Regions from separate parts of the Sus scrofa genome. Here regions 2 and 3 are each linked to region 1. The links are chromatin contacts, called in public promoter capture Hi-C maps. All regions are on one chromosome and are shown on one strand. Each heading gives the region's core, a stretch centred on a gene start, on an enhancer-like site or on the middle of the called end of the contact. The rest is flanking DNA. Distances are from core to core; before and after follow the strand shown. Region 1 holds the start of RPL27 (ribosomal protein L27). Region 2 holds the start of COASY (Coenzyme A synthase). Region 3 holds the start of RETREG3 (protein FAM134C).

What was found. Promoter capture Hi-C pulls out the DNA fragments that hold promoters and counts their contacts.
Region 2: a contact with region 1 is called in a promoter capture Hi-C map of liver, with 7 times the contacts expected there. The contact joins the promoter of COASY here to the promoter of RPL27 in region 1. A contact is called at or near these places in 3 of 5 promoter capture datasets (fetal liver, fetal skeletal muscle and liver) and 2 of 2 datasets of contacts at active chromatin or transcription factors (alveolar macrophages and skeletal muscle).
Region 3: a contact with region 1 is called in a promoter capture Hi-C map of liver, with 6 times the contacts expected there. The contact joins the promoter of RETREG3 here to the promoter of RPL27 in region 1. A contact is called at or near these places in 2 of 5 promoter capture datasets (fetal liver and liver), 2 of 47 Hi-C or Micro-C datasets (heart right ventricle and liver) and 1 of 2 datasets of contacts at active chromatin or transcription factors (alveolar macrophages).

What each region holds. Positions count from the first base shown.
Region 1 is chr12:19,891,781-19,896,762 of Sscrofa11.1, forward strand. RPL27 (ribosomal protein L27) reads right to left here and starts at 2,422. Exons shown (of 4, transcript NM_001097479.1): 1 at 2,340-2,422; 2 at 1,631-1,800; 3 at 635-745; 4 at 430-520. The coding sequence starts at 2,420. The coding sequence ends at 472.
Region 2 is chr12:20,260,008-20,264,989 of Sscrofa11.1, forward strand. COASY (Coenzyme A synthase) reads right to left here and starts at 2,725. Exons shown (of 10, transcript NM_213789.1): 1 at 2,658-2,725; 2 at 1,542-2,249; 3 at 433-647; 4 at 49-180. The coding sequence starts at 2,238.
Region 3 is chr12:20,218,568-20,223,549 of Sscrofa11.1, forward strand. RETREG3 (protein FAM134C) reads left to right here and starts at 2,426. Exons shown (of 9, transcript XM_003131384.4): 1 at 2,426-2,775. The coding sequence starts at 2,537.

The sequences.
Region 1 (4,982 bases), core at 1,172-3,671:
AACTTCCAAGTTGCTGGAAATTCTGACTTATCAGACCTGGCACTCTGGTTTAAAAAAATCACTTCAAGTTAATAAGTCTCAATCCAAAGTAGATGAAGTACACTCAGAGGGGCTTTTGGTTGTCACCAAATGAGGGTGGGGGAAGAGGGAGGGGCTCAGAATGTCTTAGGTTCTCTAGGGCCCAAGTCAGGGATGCTTAAAACAATTCCACACGGAAAAATGTCAGGCAAAAGGTTCAGTATATTTTATCCACTTAGGGCAGTTGGACCATTAAAACATTATGAGGCTGATGAAAGTAGTAGTCTAGGTCTCAAATGCAGATTTAGCTTTGGTATTTTACCACATCCCTGGATCTACCACCCAAGGTCTCTCACTGTATGAATGTTTTTTTCCCAGTCTAGTAATACAAGAAGCAGGCAGACACAGGGATATTTTCTTTTTTTTAATTTTAATGACCGAAATAAGACAGACCTAAAACCGCAGCTTCTGGAAGAACCATTTGTTCTTGCCGGTCTTGTATCTAGAAGGGGGGAAAAAGGGACACCAGTGAGGTGAGGAATGACATTAAGACAAAATTATCTTCACGGAGAACAGTGAAACTATATCCCATCATTCACCACCAAAGCCGACTTACCTCTCCTCGAACTTGACCTTGGCCTCTCGTCGGGCCTTGCGTTTGAGTGCAGGGTCTCTGAAGACATCCTTATTGACAACAGTTTTGTCCAAGGGGATATCCACGGAGTACCTGGGGACAATGGCAGAGGTAGGAGCAGCCCATATGCTGCCAAAGCTCTCACTATCCCCACCATGGGACACTGGTTGACTCCACAGGAACTATTATCAAAAACTGCTGGAGTTCCCATAGTGGCTCGGTGGTTAACAAACCCGACTAGGAACCACGAGGTTGTGGTTCAATCCCTGGCCTCGTTCGGTGGGTTAAAGGTCCAGCATTGTTGTGGCTCTGGCTAGGTCCGCAGCTATAGCTCCGATTAGACCCTTAGCCTGGCAACTTCCACATGCCGTGGGTGTGGCCCTAAAAAGACAAAAAACACCCCACCCCCAACAAGTTTTCTTGTGGCTAAGTGGGTTAAGGATCTAGTGTTGTCACTGCAGCACTTGGGTCATTGCTGTGGTATGGGATTGATCCCTGGCCCAGAACTTAGGCATGCCTCACGTGCGGCCAAAAAGGGAAAAACAAAACAAAACAAAAAACTGCTAAAGTCCTGATGATGTTCTTTGGAAACACCCAATTTTAATAAATTCATTTACATCGAGTCAAGCCACTGAAAAACTTCATTCTTGATTTTTCACAAGTACCTACCCTCTAATAACTACTATCCTTGCGTGGAAGAGGGCAATTCAGATCCTATGTCTGAGTTTACTGTGGCTGGAAAGAAATGGAAGAATCTTTACTCAACACTTAGATCAAGACAGGAAGAGATTTTTCGATCCAGCTTGGCCAAGTCAGGCAAGTCTCTAGACAACTGGAAACCACAGCCAAGGGGACAAATTGAAGATGATGTCTCCTCCCTACACTGGAGTGGCTATAAGGGTGTCTCCTTACTCAGCCGGCCAGAGAAAGGGAAAAGGTAGAAAAAGTCACTTTCATTCCCATTCTTGAAATGCTCACCTTGTGGGCATGAGGTGATTATAATTATAAACTTTCACAAAAGACTTAATCTTTGATCTCTTGGCAATTTTCTTCTTGCCCATGGCAGCTGTCACTTTGCGGGGATAGCGATCAATTCCAGCCACCAGAGCATGGCTGTAGGGTCGGTCTGAGGTGCCATCATCAATGTTCTGATTGAGCAAGGAGTACATTTGTTATTTATAATTACTTAAAAAAAAAAAAAAAAAAGAATTACTTCGTCATTGCTATTTACACCCTGAGCTAGATGTAGGGCGTGGATAAAGAATAACCCCACCCCATAAGTCTCTAAGACCCACTATTATAAAAACCATACAAAGCTAACATTTAAGTGCTATAGTAGTATATACCCAAAGAGTAATAGCAATAAGGGTGGTATCAATCATTCCTACCAGGAAGATGCTAAGTGACTATTTTGACTATGAAACAATTCCTTGCCAGCTGCAGCACCTAACACGCTGGCCATTATTGCTACTTAAAACCTTTGGATACAAGATGCGTTGCTGCCCCATTCAACTCCTACTTTTTACTTTGCAACTTTCTCTCTCAAAAGCTCCCATGTATTCACCTCCATCCCTTAACTCGCAATGCTCAGTGGGTAAGGCTCCAAACTAAGCCTCAAATTCCAAGCTGCAGCCCCTCTACCCTCCCCTCACCGATCCCCGGGATAAGAGGGCGCACAGGCTAGTACCTTTACGATGACCGCTTTGCGTCCGGAGTAGCGACCAGCCAGGACCAGCACCACCTTCCCGGGTTTCATGAACTTGCCCATTTCTGCAGAGGAAGGAGAAGGAGTCGCTCAGGAATCCGCAAGTTCAAGCGGTGGGCCCGAACTTCAGGCTGCGCTCACTGTCGCCTCAGCTCAGGCCGCTTGCGGGTCGTGCTCGCAGGACAGGATCCGGAACGAAGCCGCCAGACCCCAAGGGACAGAAAGTGTCGACACCAACCCCCAAGTCGACCCCCAGGCCGCGGATGGCGGCGGATTGGGAAACCCTACCCAAACCTCTACTCACCAGCAGCGACCACTCGGGGATACAGCGGAAAGGAAGAAAGAGTACTTCCGCTAACCTTTCACCCCGCGGAGGGTGATCTCACTTCCTGTCCCGCCCCTCAGGCTTCGCTCCCGCCCCATGCGTAGCGCTCCGAATCCGTGTTGAGGGCGGAAGAAGCTCTTAAGGGAATAGGAAGGCTTGGCAGCCTATTTATTCAAAACAAACTTTATTAGCAGCTGCAGCAGTAGACAGGGCAAAGGAGCTGTGCCTCCCTCGGAAGGCTTTTACCGAAAGGCAGCTGTCCACCGTCCCCCTGCCAGTAGTTCCTTTGTGTGGCGCTAGGAGGTGGGGGAGGCGCAGTTTGAAATTTACCTTTTTGCCTTGGAAGAGTCGGGAACGAAATGGGACATTCATAGTGCCAACTGTGTGCCCTGTCAGGCTAAGGAGGGAGAGACGAAAATCAATCGAATCAGAGTACTTGCCTTCAACATTTAAAGTCTACTGATGTCAGAGACATAACGGACTAGAATAGGAGAGAGAGATGAAGGACTTTACGGTGATGCCAGCAGCTGTATACCTTGTGTCAGACCCAGCTTATTTACATATGTTATCTCTTTTGATCCTCATAACAACACTAGGAGATGAAGCACTGTTATCTCCATTCTCCTGTTGAAGATCCTTTGGCTTAGAGAGGTTAAGTAACTTGCCCCAAATGCACAGTTAGTAAGTGATCAAGCTGGGGACGCAGACTCAAGCAGTCTTCCCGAGCCCATGCTGTTTACCCCGTCCCCAAACTGAGCACCTACTCTGTGTCAAGCAAGATGCTAGGCACTTTAGGTAGGTCAACTGCCTTTTTAATTCTCACAACTCTGCATCTTAGGTATTCCCATCACTCATTGGAAGTGTTTATTTTTTAAAAACCTAATTTTATTTATTTTTTGGCCGCACCTGCTGGCATGTGAAAGTTCCCCGACCAGGGACTGAACCCACACCGCAGCAGGGACCCAAGCTGCTGCAGTGAGGACATAGGATCTTTTAACCAATTGCACCACAAGGGAACTCCTGGAAGAGTGTTCTTAGATGGTTCTTTTTTTTTTAATTAAAGTGTGGTTGATTTACAATGTTGTGCCAATTTCTGCTGTACAGCAAATTATATGTACATATACACATTCCTTTTTTTTTTTTTTGGCCATACCTGAGGCATGCATATGTTCCTAGGCCAGGGATCAAAACTGTATACATTTCTCTTATTTTTGCTTTTTAGGGGCCAAACCTATGGCACATAGAAGTTCCCAGACTAGAGGTTGAATCAGAGATGCAGCTGCTGGCCTGTGCCATAGCCATGCCAGATGTGAGCCATGTCTGAGACCTATACTGCAACTCTCAGCAACACGGGATCCTTAACCCACTGATCGAGGTCAGGGATCAAACCCACATCATCATGGATATTAGTAGGGTTCATTACCACTGAGCCACAGTGGAACTCCCTACATTCTTTTATATTCTTTTCCATTATGGTCTATCCCAGATTGGATGTAGTTCCCTGTTCTATACAGTAAGACTTTGCTGTTTATCAATTCTAAATGTAATGGTTTGCATCTACTAACTCCAAACTCCCAATCTATCCCACTCCCTCCCTCCTCCCACTTGGCAGCCATGGTCTGTGCTCTATTAGATGTTTTTTTTTTTTTTTTCAGATGTTATTATGAACTTTTTTTTTTTTGTCTTTTTGCCATTTCTTGGGCCGCTCCCACAGCATATGGAGGTTCCCAGGCTAGGGGTCTAATCGGAGCTGTAGCCACCAGCCTACGCCAGAGCCACAGCAACTCGGAATCCGAGCCGCGTCTGCAACCTACACCACAGCTCATGGCAACGCCGGATCCTTAACCCACCGAGCAAGGGCAGGGACCGAACCCGCAACCTCATGGTTCCTAGTCGATTCGTTAACCACTGCGCCACAACGGGAACTCCCTGAACTTATTTTCTTTAATGATTTCTATTTTTTTCCATTATAGCTGGTTTACTAGATGGTTTTTTAGGTGTCTTCCGAGTTAAAAAGAAAGAGAAACCATCTTACAGTTTATGCTCATCTGAACACTGACAAATCTATAGGATTGGTCTTGGGCAAGTTGTGGGAACAATCAAGGTTTCATCATTTCTCTTCTTGAGGCTCTCCAGGGACCAGTTACCCCTGCAGCTCTCAGGACCTTGTTTCAATGGTTTATCACCCTAACTATGTACTTAGAGTCCTATAGTCAGTGAAAATGGTTTCTGCTTTCATTTGGAAGATATTTCAGAGTTGGAAAGGACCTCAGAGATCAGCTTCTCTGTCCTCTCAAAGA
Region 2 (4,982 bases), core at 1,475-3,974, 370 kb after region 1:
GACCCTTGGGTTTCTCCTCTCCAGCGGGCATAGGAAGGGCAGCCTTACATGTGGAGGCCGGAGCAGGTTTCCCAGCATTTGTTGGCGGAAGCTGGAGGAGCTGACTTTGTCCTCTTCATTTTCCTTGGGGTTTAGGTCCTTCAGCAGCTGGATCTGGTACAAGGTGAGCTCCTCTAGGCCCTGAGGTAAAGGAAGAGGAGGAGAGGGAAGAAGGGGTGAGAGGAAGAAGGGCGAATCTCTGGCCTAATCCTCCCCCCTCCCCGCCCGAGGCACAGCTTGCCTCAGAGTGCAGGCTGGGAGCCCGTTCCGCGTACCTCTTCCCACCACCTCGAGCCCTCTCTTCCCTCCTCTGGGGTCACGGTACTTCCAGCAGCCCCCAGGGGCCTTCCCCGTCCCCATCCACGCCCTCTGCCAGACTCCCTCAGGGGTTACATTCTCAAGGCGGAAGCGGTTGACGGCCATCCCCCCACGATAGGTCTCCTCGCTGACCACCAGGAACTCCAGAGAGGGGTCAGAGCCAGCGGGCCCATAGGGGTCCAGCAGGGGGATGAGATCAAAACTCAAGGAGGGCTTGATGTCCACCAGGAACTCACTCAGATGTTCCACGCGTTCTGTGTAGGGTTGGAGCAGCTCAGGGAGCAACTTGCCTGGGGAAGGAGCCCAGAACAGTGAGATCTTTTTAGCGGGGAGGAAGAGTGGGGGGCTAGTTTTGCAAAGAGTTTCCCTAAGCATCCTATCTCCAGAGGGCAGGTGGAGGCAGGGAGAAGGGGCTGAGCTGGGAAGTGGCCTGTGACAGGAGAGTTATGAGGAGACAGCAGGCAAGCACGTTAGTGTTGCAAGGGTTGGCGTGTGTGCAGAGAACTAGCAGTGCCAGGAGGCATCAGAGTCAGATGGAGAATTCCATGCCATCTGAGCCACGCCATCCACCATGGTCCTCTTACTGTATCTGGCGCTGCAACCTACAACCTAGTCATCCACCTAGGTTCAGAGTCTCAAATTTTAGGATCCATCCCTGGAGAACTTGTTTAAAAGTGCAGATTCTGGAGTTCCCATCGTGGCACAGTGGTTAACAAATCTGACTAGGAACCGTGAGGTTGCAGATTCGATCCCTGGCCTTGCTCAGTGGGTTAAGGATCCGGCGTTGCCGTGAGCTGTGGTGTAGGTCGCAGATGCCGCTTGAATCCCGAGTTGCTGTGGCTCTGGCGGAGGCTGGCAGCTACAGCTCTCATTAGACCCCCAGCCTGGGAATCTCCATATGCTGCGGGTGCAGCCCTAGAGAAGACAAAAAATTAAAAAAAAATAAAAGTGCAGATTCCTTGGCTCCACATTTGGGGGAATCCTGATTGGTGACTAGACCACACACCTAGAAAGCTGCATTTATTCATTTAAAAAATGTCCTCAGCATGAACTGAGTGCCACGCACGGTTACATGTGCGAAGGGGCAGGAAGTACTGGACCACCCTACTCTTCCTCAGTCTTGGCCTGGGGTTGGGGGTGGGGTGGGGGTAAAACTGCCCTAATCCAGGGTCTCTCTCACTCACTCTTCAACAGGTCTTTGTCTGCCACTCCCACCACAAGCTGCTCCTGGGCTAGGATGCAGGCCACACTGAGCAACACTTTGTGGGCATTGTGTAGGCGGTCAAAGGTGCCACCTACAGCCCCTCGCTGGTGGCCACGCACTGGTTGCTTTGCAGACCTGGCCACGGGGGAGGCCGGCCTGATGGTGGAGGGTAAAGGGACATCTAGGGGCTGCACAGGCAGCATTCCGGGCCCATAATCGGGGTATAGCAGCACCGAAGACAGCTGCGGACAACAGCTGTAACAGCTGGTGGCATAACGCTCTAGCTGTTGCTTGACCGGGTTGTACTGGCTTCCATCCAGGGTCTGGAAGTCAGTCAGCACTACTTCCGGTGGGTGGGCCAGGTTCTGGACCGAGCTAGGCAGGGGAGGGAGAAAGCTCTTGGTTCGGATATTGGTCAGCAAAATTCTGACGTCCAGGTGCCTGTGGAGATCGGCGCCAGCATAGAGGTGCGTGATGAAATCGATAACTTCAAATGTGGCCTGCACGGGGCTAGACTGGGGCTGAGCCGGGCCCCCCAGGTTCATGCCGGGCTGCAGGTGTACATAGAGCGTGTGATTCACAAGCCGGGCCGCCGAGGTCAGGATGGGGGCCAGGCGAGGGACCAGGGAGGCCAGCGGCGTTGTCAGCACCAGGAGGCCCGATCGGAATACAGCCATGATGGCCCGGCCTGTGGACGGTCAAGGAGACAAGGCGAGGGTGACTGAGAGCTATGTGGCTGAGGCCGAAGACAACTGGGGGACCTGGACCTAAGAGGAGGGACGTGGACCTAAGAGAGGGGACTTGGACCAGGGACGGGGTCTCAGGGCGGACTGAGAGAGACCCGGGGGAGGGGACAGGGCCCAGGAAACGGCGCCTCGGGGCTACGCTCTAAATCTCGGTTTATCAACTCAGATGGAGCAGTGAATTCGCAGAATTGAATCGAAAACTTGGGAGGAGTGAAATAGGCAGGAGCTGCTAAGTCATTAGGCTGGGGATTCAGAAATCCTGGGCGCTCTTGATAATCACCAATATCTTCAAGGAATCGGAGGAGGGGACTAGAGGGGGCCGCTGAGGTTCGGGTCGGTCCCCTACTTACTGAGACCTCCGGACTTTGGTTCCGCGTGCACCACCGCGGAGTCTTCCCCCGCCGCGACCCGTTAACACTAGTTCCGGCGCTGCGACTCCGAGCTACGGAACCTGGAAAAGGCCAAAAATCTCAACTTTGGTGAGTCGAGGGATTCTCGCGAGATTTTTCATGGAGCGGGGCGCCTGCCTTTGCAGAGAGGCGGAGCTCGGTAGTTGGGAGGTGGCGTGAGACCACATTTAGAGAATCTGACGTGCCTGGACTAATAGAGCAAGGTCGGCTGGAAAGCCCGTTTCACGGGTGCCCTTCAGACTCTGAGAGAAGAGACTGGCTTTAGCTAGGTCACCCAGGAGACAGCGGCTAAAGTAGAACTAACAACTGGCTTCCCCTCTTAATAAATCGCGGGGACGGCGGTGGAGGTTATAGGGTAGTACTTAAATTAGGGCTTGGTGTCCCCAGCCCAGCGACTGGCGTCCTCCCAGTCTAGGATCCTCATGTGCGAGATCACAGAACCGTCCCCCCCACACACACCCCTGTGCCACCACCCAGTTTCACAGATGGAGAAATTGAGGTCCTGTATGTTCCAGGGATATTTAGGGAGGTGAGGACCGAGGTCATGTGCCGTGGCTCCCGTGCAGTACTCCCCACATCACCCAGAGTTAGTGATACGCCAGTTTTCCAGAGATAATAGCAGGAAAGCTCTGTGTGGGAGCTCAGTAGAGCTGCCAGAAGGTAGACCTTGTGAACAGGAGAAAGGAGAGACTTAGTGGCAAGGGTTTACCTAATGAGCGCTGGAGAGGGTGGAATTGGCAGTCGTCCTCGAGAAGCAAAGCCAAGTTGCCATCTGGGAAATTGCAGTAATGTGCTGTGGTTTATTTTCCCAAACTAAATAAATGCTCACTTTCATACTTAATTTTGTTTTTGTTTTTTGTTTTTTTTTTTTGTATTATTCCTAAAGAGGTCTCCCCAAATGTATATGCCTCTGGCCCCACAGAACCTGGATCTAATCCTAGAGTCAAGGATGGAAGAGTTATAAGGACTTAAGGACTTGAGGCCAAGCTTTTTTTCTTTTTTTTTTTTGCCTTGCCTGTGGCATGTGGAAGTTCCCGGGCCAGGGATCGAAGCCAGGCCACAGCACTGACCCAAGTCACAGCAGTGACAATGCTGGATCCTTAATGTGGTGAGGCACGAGGGAACTCTGAGACCACAATTTTCGCAAAGATATCTTAAGCTGAGTTTTACAGGACCCAATTGAAGACGCAAACTGCACACTTTCAGGAAATTCCCTGAGACATATGGACACACAGTCTCATATGCCTGCAGAGTCACTGTTCGAGGAGGTCATCTGGTGGACATGACCGCCAGTTCAGCCTTGAGCTGGACATGGGCAGCCAGAGGCTACTCACGCCTCCCCTGTCCTTGAAAGGTGGTCTGCCCACCATTCCCACAGTGGGAGCTGTTTCAAGGACACAGCCTTGAGAGGGCAGTGATAAACATGGACAGTATATGTGACTGAACCCAGTTAAGGCCTCTGTAGAAACTTGCAGGTTCTGGTGGGTGGGTGCGGAGATCTATTCCTCTTGCACTGCCCAGAACAAGCCTGAGGTTGCTTCTTAAACCAGCCACCTACCAATCTGGACTGGCTGCCTTTTTTCTTCAGCCTCTTTGCCCTCTGTGTACAGGGCCAGTTTACGAATCAACAGTTGGCAAGCTGGCCAGGAGACCAAAGAAATGGCCTTGGGAAAGAGGCACCTGCATGGGAAACCCTGGGAAATTTGGGCTGGGCTAACGCCCTTGTTTGAGGAACTGCGCAGGGTGCGCCACGGCAAGGGTGAGGGATGAAAGTCAGCTGGCTGCTGCTGTGGGCAGGTCGCTGACCACTGGTGTCCAACTAGAGGCCAAAGCTCAAGTTAGAAAGTTGGGGAGTTCCTGTTAGAAAGTTGGGCTCGGTGGGTTAAGAACCCAACTAGGGGAGTTCTCGTCATAGCACAGCGGAAACAAATCCAATTAGGAACCATGAGGTTGCAGATTCGATCACTGGCCTTGCTCAGTGGGTTAAGGATCCAGCGTTGCCATGAGCTGTGGTATAGGTGGCAGATGGGGCTTGGATCTGGCGTTGCTGTGGCTGTGGCATAGGCAGGCAGCTGTAGCTCCGATTAGACCCCTACCCTGGGAAGCTTCGTATCCTGCGGGTGCAGCCCTAAAAAGCGGAAAAAAAAAAAAAAAAAAAAGAAAAGAAAAAAAAAGAACCCAACTAGGATCCATGAGGATGCAGGTTCAATCCCTGGCCTCACTCATTGGGTTAAGGATCTGGCACTACCATGAGCTGTGGTGTAG
Region 3 (4,982 bases), core at 1,176-3,675, 330 kb after region 1:
AGCCGAGTGACTCTGGACAGGTTACTTGATCTCTATATACCTCGGTTTTCTCATCTGTCTAATGAAGGTATTTACACAGGTCCACAGTACCTTACCTACAATTCTTTGGGTCAGTTACGTTTCTTTTCTTTTTTTTTTTTTTTTTTGTCTTTTTGCTATTTCTTTGGGCTGCTCCCGCGGCATATGGAGGTTCCCAGGCTAGCGGTCTAATCGGAGCTGTAGCCACCGGCCTACGCCAGAGCCACAGCAACGCAGGATCCGAGCCGTGTCTGCAACCTACACCACAGCTCACGGCAACGCCGGATCGTTAACCCACTGAGCAAGGGCAGGGATCGAACCCGCAACCTCATGGTTCCTAGTCGGATTTGTTAACCACTGCGCCACGACGGGAAGTCCAGTTACGTTTCTGAATTCAGATATTTCAGGCTCAAGGAAGGCCATATGATGTGAATAACATATGCTAAGAAAAACGCCAGTGGGGGTCTGAAGGGGTGCCAATCAGATACATTAATATTTCTGCAATGACAGGTGTGAGTAATGATAACAAGTTGGACAGAAACTATAAATTAGCCTGCTTCCATGGAGATCTGGTTTTGCTGCTAAATGAATAGTTAGCTGGTTTCAGAGTTTTCTGAATTCTGGAAAACCAGAGACTGTGGACCCATAGTACCTGCCCATAGGGTTGTTGGGAGGTTTAAATAAGTTACTAAAGGTAAAAGCATTTAGTATGGCCTGGCCCACAGCACTTGCTAATGCAGTCTCTTTTTTTTTTTTTTTTTTTTTTTTTTTTTTTTTTTTTTTTTTTTTTGTTGTTGTTGTTGTTGTTACTATTTCTTGGGCCGCTCCTGCGGCATATGGAGGTTCCAGGCTAGGGGTCGAATCGGAGCTGTAGCCACCGGCCTACGCCAGAGCCACAGCAACGCGGGATCCGAGCCGCGTCTGCACCTACACCACAGCTCACGGCAACGCCGGATCGTTAACCACCGAGCAAGGGCAGGATCGAACCGCAACCTCATGGTTCCTAGTCGGATTCGTTAACCACTGCGCCACGACGGGAACTCCTTTTTTTTTTTTTTTTTTTTTTTTTTTTGTCTTTTTGTCTTTTTTTTTTTTGTTGTTGTTGTTGTTACTATTTCTTGGGCAGTCTCTTAATATTACATAGATGGCTTAGAAAAAAGAATTTTTCTTAGCTCATGTCTCTCTCTTTCTACACTCTTACATCCTCCATCTGGCTTCATCTCTCTCTAGGAAATCATAAAAATGGGGTTCTTCTGCCAGGGAGTAACAGCAAATGACCTGGGAGAATCCGCTGGCCCAGTTGTTGCCAGCTCCTCCTCCATGCTCCGACAGGTAGATGTTCTCTGGGTTGTAGAGCTTGGCATAGGGGGAATTGAGGATGGAGTGGATCACCCGCGGCTCCAGGTCCAGCAGCACCGCCCTGGGGATGTAGTGCTCATCATCCGCCTGTCAAGGGGAGTCCAGGAGGGGGCACAGTCAGCTCGGCCCGCCCAGTCTTCCAGTCCTCCCAACTCTGGCTCCTGCTCGCCCTCCCTCCTCAAGCCAGCCGCCCTGGCCACTCTGTTCAACGGGTTTCCTAGTACCAAGCCACTGCCCTTCCCTTCGGGCCCCCTGGGCCACTGCCAGCCCTGGTCAAGTTGCTGGGGGCACCTGGTAGAAGAAGACGTCCTTGCGGTCAGTGCCCTCGGTGGCGAACTCCTCCACGATGCCCTCGGGGCTGATGCCATGCTCGGCGCACAGTTGTTTCCAGAACTCGAACCCAACTGGGGGTGGGGGCATAGGCAGGCGGGGGAGAAAGAGGATATCTGGTTCTGGGCAGGTTCCAACGAGAAGCTGGGGGCCTGAGCGCCTGGGACCAGGGATAGGAGGTCAATCCTCGGGGGTATCCCGTGTCAGAGGACAGGGCTATATGTCAGGGACCCCGCAGGGGAGGGCCTTTCGGGGTTGGGCAACTGGGCACTGGGTCAGGCATGTCCCGCCTTCGGAGAACTACGATTCTGGGAAGGGCAGATGGAGTCCAGGATCTCAGAGCGAGATACCATAGAGAATAAAAAACCTGGCTAGTGGAAGGACCGGAAGTTCGCTCACTCTGATTGCCGCACTGGCCCAACTGTAGGGTGATGATCTCCCTCGGCATCGCTCCTCAGGCGCGGGCCTTGCAGCAGCTCCCGCCAGCAAAGCCGCCACTCGCTAGCCCGCTAGCAGCACGACGCAGGCGCCAAAACAACCTGCTCCGCCCACGAACTCTCTCGGTTCCAATGAGAAGTGAGTTCTGGTGATGGCACTTCCTTATTCATTCGGCCTCAGTCTTGCAGATTGCGCGTGCGCGGCTCCGGATTGGTGCACTCGGGACGTACTTTGACGCAGTTTGCTTCCCACTGGGTGGACGCGAGCTAGAGCCTAGGCGCAGGCGCAGTGTTGAGGGAAGCGGCCTCCCCAGCCGAATCGCGCACCTGCGCAGTCGGCGTTATTGTGACTGTCGGGCCGTGGCCCCGGATGTTGTGGCTGCCGGGGGGAGATGGCGGAGGCAGAGGGGGTAGTTGTGGCCCCAGGCCCTGCTTCGGGGCAGAGTTCCAGAGGCCGCCGCACTATGTCGGGCTCCTGCGAGCGGGACCAGCAGGTTGAGGCGGCGCAGCGGGCCCTGGTGGAGGTGCTGGGGCCTTACGAGCCTCTGCTGAACCGGGTGCAGGCAGCCCTGGTGTGGGAGCGGCCAGCCAGGAGCGCCCTGTGGTGCCTGGGGCTGAACGCGGCTTTCTGGTGAGAGAACTGGATCCTCGGAAACCCTTCGAGGCGCGAAATCATCAGGTTTCTCTAGGGCTTTATCTCTCACCTCTCCTGTTTCTTCGCTGCACTGACTCCTTCCTGTACCTGCCTGATTTCTGCCTCAACTCCTTCCACTCCGTCCCGCGTGCGGCTTTGGCACCGCAGTTCTCCCCAGAGCCTTCCAGTGACCAGGAGCTTCTAGTAACCTCTTGAGCCGCTCGCAGTGAGTGAGGGCGCCTCGTTTTAGCCAGGGGAAAACTGTGTTCCTTTAAGGCCATCATTTCTCTTCTCTTGTTTGCTCAAAGGTGCTTTGAAGATTGTCTCCAGAGATTTTAGTAGTTATTATTTGGATAGATGTGTGAGGCGTGAGATCTTCAGCGTGAGATCTTCAGAAGGTATGCATAGGTGTGATGCGAAAACAAGTTTGAGCAATCTGAATTAGCATGTTAGACACCCTTTCTCTCACTCGGGGAAGTTTGTGAAGCCTGAGCGTCAGTAAGAGCCTCCATAGCTGCAACGTGAGAGAGAATTATGAGCCTTTAAAGAACAGTTATAGAAATAATGATTGTGAGATTTCACTCATTTCAAAGCCACTTATGATGGCCACTCCTCCCTGTTCCGAGGAATTAGAGAGGCATCCTTAGCCACAGTATATAGGCAGGGAAATTGAGGGTGTCTAAGAGTGTATGTGAGTTTTCCTGAGCTGGAAAAGTGGGGATGTAAATATGCTTTAAGAATCTGTATGTGTCATGCTCAGTGAAAATGGAACTGCTGCTTCTCTGAATTGTCATCACCTAAAATGGACTTTGATCTTCATAGGGTCTGCCAAGCATATTTTGGATTTATCCATAACTAGGGAAGTATTATTGATCAAATTCCAAGGAAACTGCAGTGGAGGGGGGCTTCTACAGCTGAATGAAATAGAGCTGTTCTGGATGAGCGTGAAACAGTAAAGTGTGTATTTCCAAATTCTTTTTTGTTTTTGCTAAAAGTAGCTTTCCTCTTGAAATTCTTGGTTTTAAAACCAAAACATTTATTATCCTTTGTCTGAAAGATTCACAGTAGGCTGGAGGAAAGCAAATAGTCCCAAGTTCATTGACAGCAAGACGCAGTATTGAGCTATTACATTAAACTCACAGTTTGAAGGGGTCTGAGGTTAAAGGTGTCACAGCAGTCTCTGGCATTAGTTGCTTCTAGAGTCTTGCTCAAACTTGATGAACTCTTCCTACAGCATTCAGTTATTTTTGGTAACGCTTCTTTCTTGATCTTCAGGTACCTACTCCTGAACCCCGTCACTATAGCACCTCATTCTAGAGCATCTTTCAAAATGACCTTTTCTTCTCATCTCCCTATCCCAACCGCTAACCTCAGACCATATAGTGAAAACTTCATTTCCTACATTGGGATCGTACTCCTAGGAAAAAAGGTTGATCTTCAGTAAACCAGTTTGTCTCAAAATGTGACTGATTGATAAACAAAAGCTTTATCAGGATTTAAATGAATCCTGATAAACCAAGAGCTTATTAATGCAGATAGGTCAGTAGCATACATGTTGTTATTTTTGAGGAGAGGACTTTCCACCCTTGCCTGAGAGAGATTTTCAGAGTAGAGTGTGGGGTTGAGATCTGCACATAGGAGCCCCCAGACACATCTTTAAATGTTACTGTTACCTTTAATTTGCTGGCCTCCAATAGTATTCACTTGAGTTTACTAATAGGCTATGTTTAGAATCTCACTCAGATCCACTTTTTCTACTCTCTCTTGAAGCTGTTGTTGTGGTTGGTCTTTATCTCTGGCATTTCCTGGTAGCTTGCCTGCTGTGTATACGGAAAGCAGTTATTCTTGTTACATTCCCATCCGGCTCTAAGCAGGTGGGGGAGAAATGCAGCAAAATGAGGGTGTGACTCCTGAGAGTTGAAGAGCAATTGTGTATGTCATTTGTGGAGAGGACTCACCTGTGAAGGGGACAGAATGATTGGCAGTGTTAAGAACCCAGAGGCTAGGGTAGTTTAGCATTGGAGTTCACAGGATTGTTTGTTTTAGGAAATGAGGTTCTGTGGAAGGTAGTTTGAGGTTCAAAATAGAAGTTAGACTTCAGTTTCCAGTAGCATCAAATTGGATATGGGGCTTGATGTTTTGCTTAGGAATGTCGACGAGTTTATTTTAAATAAGTCTCCGACTTTATTTTAAAAAGAATTTAG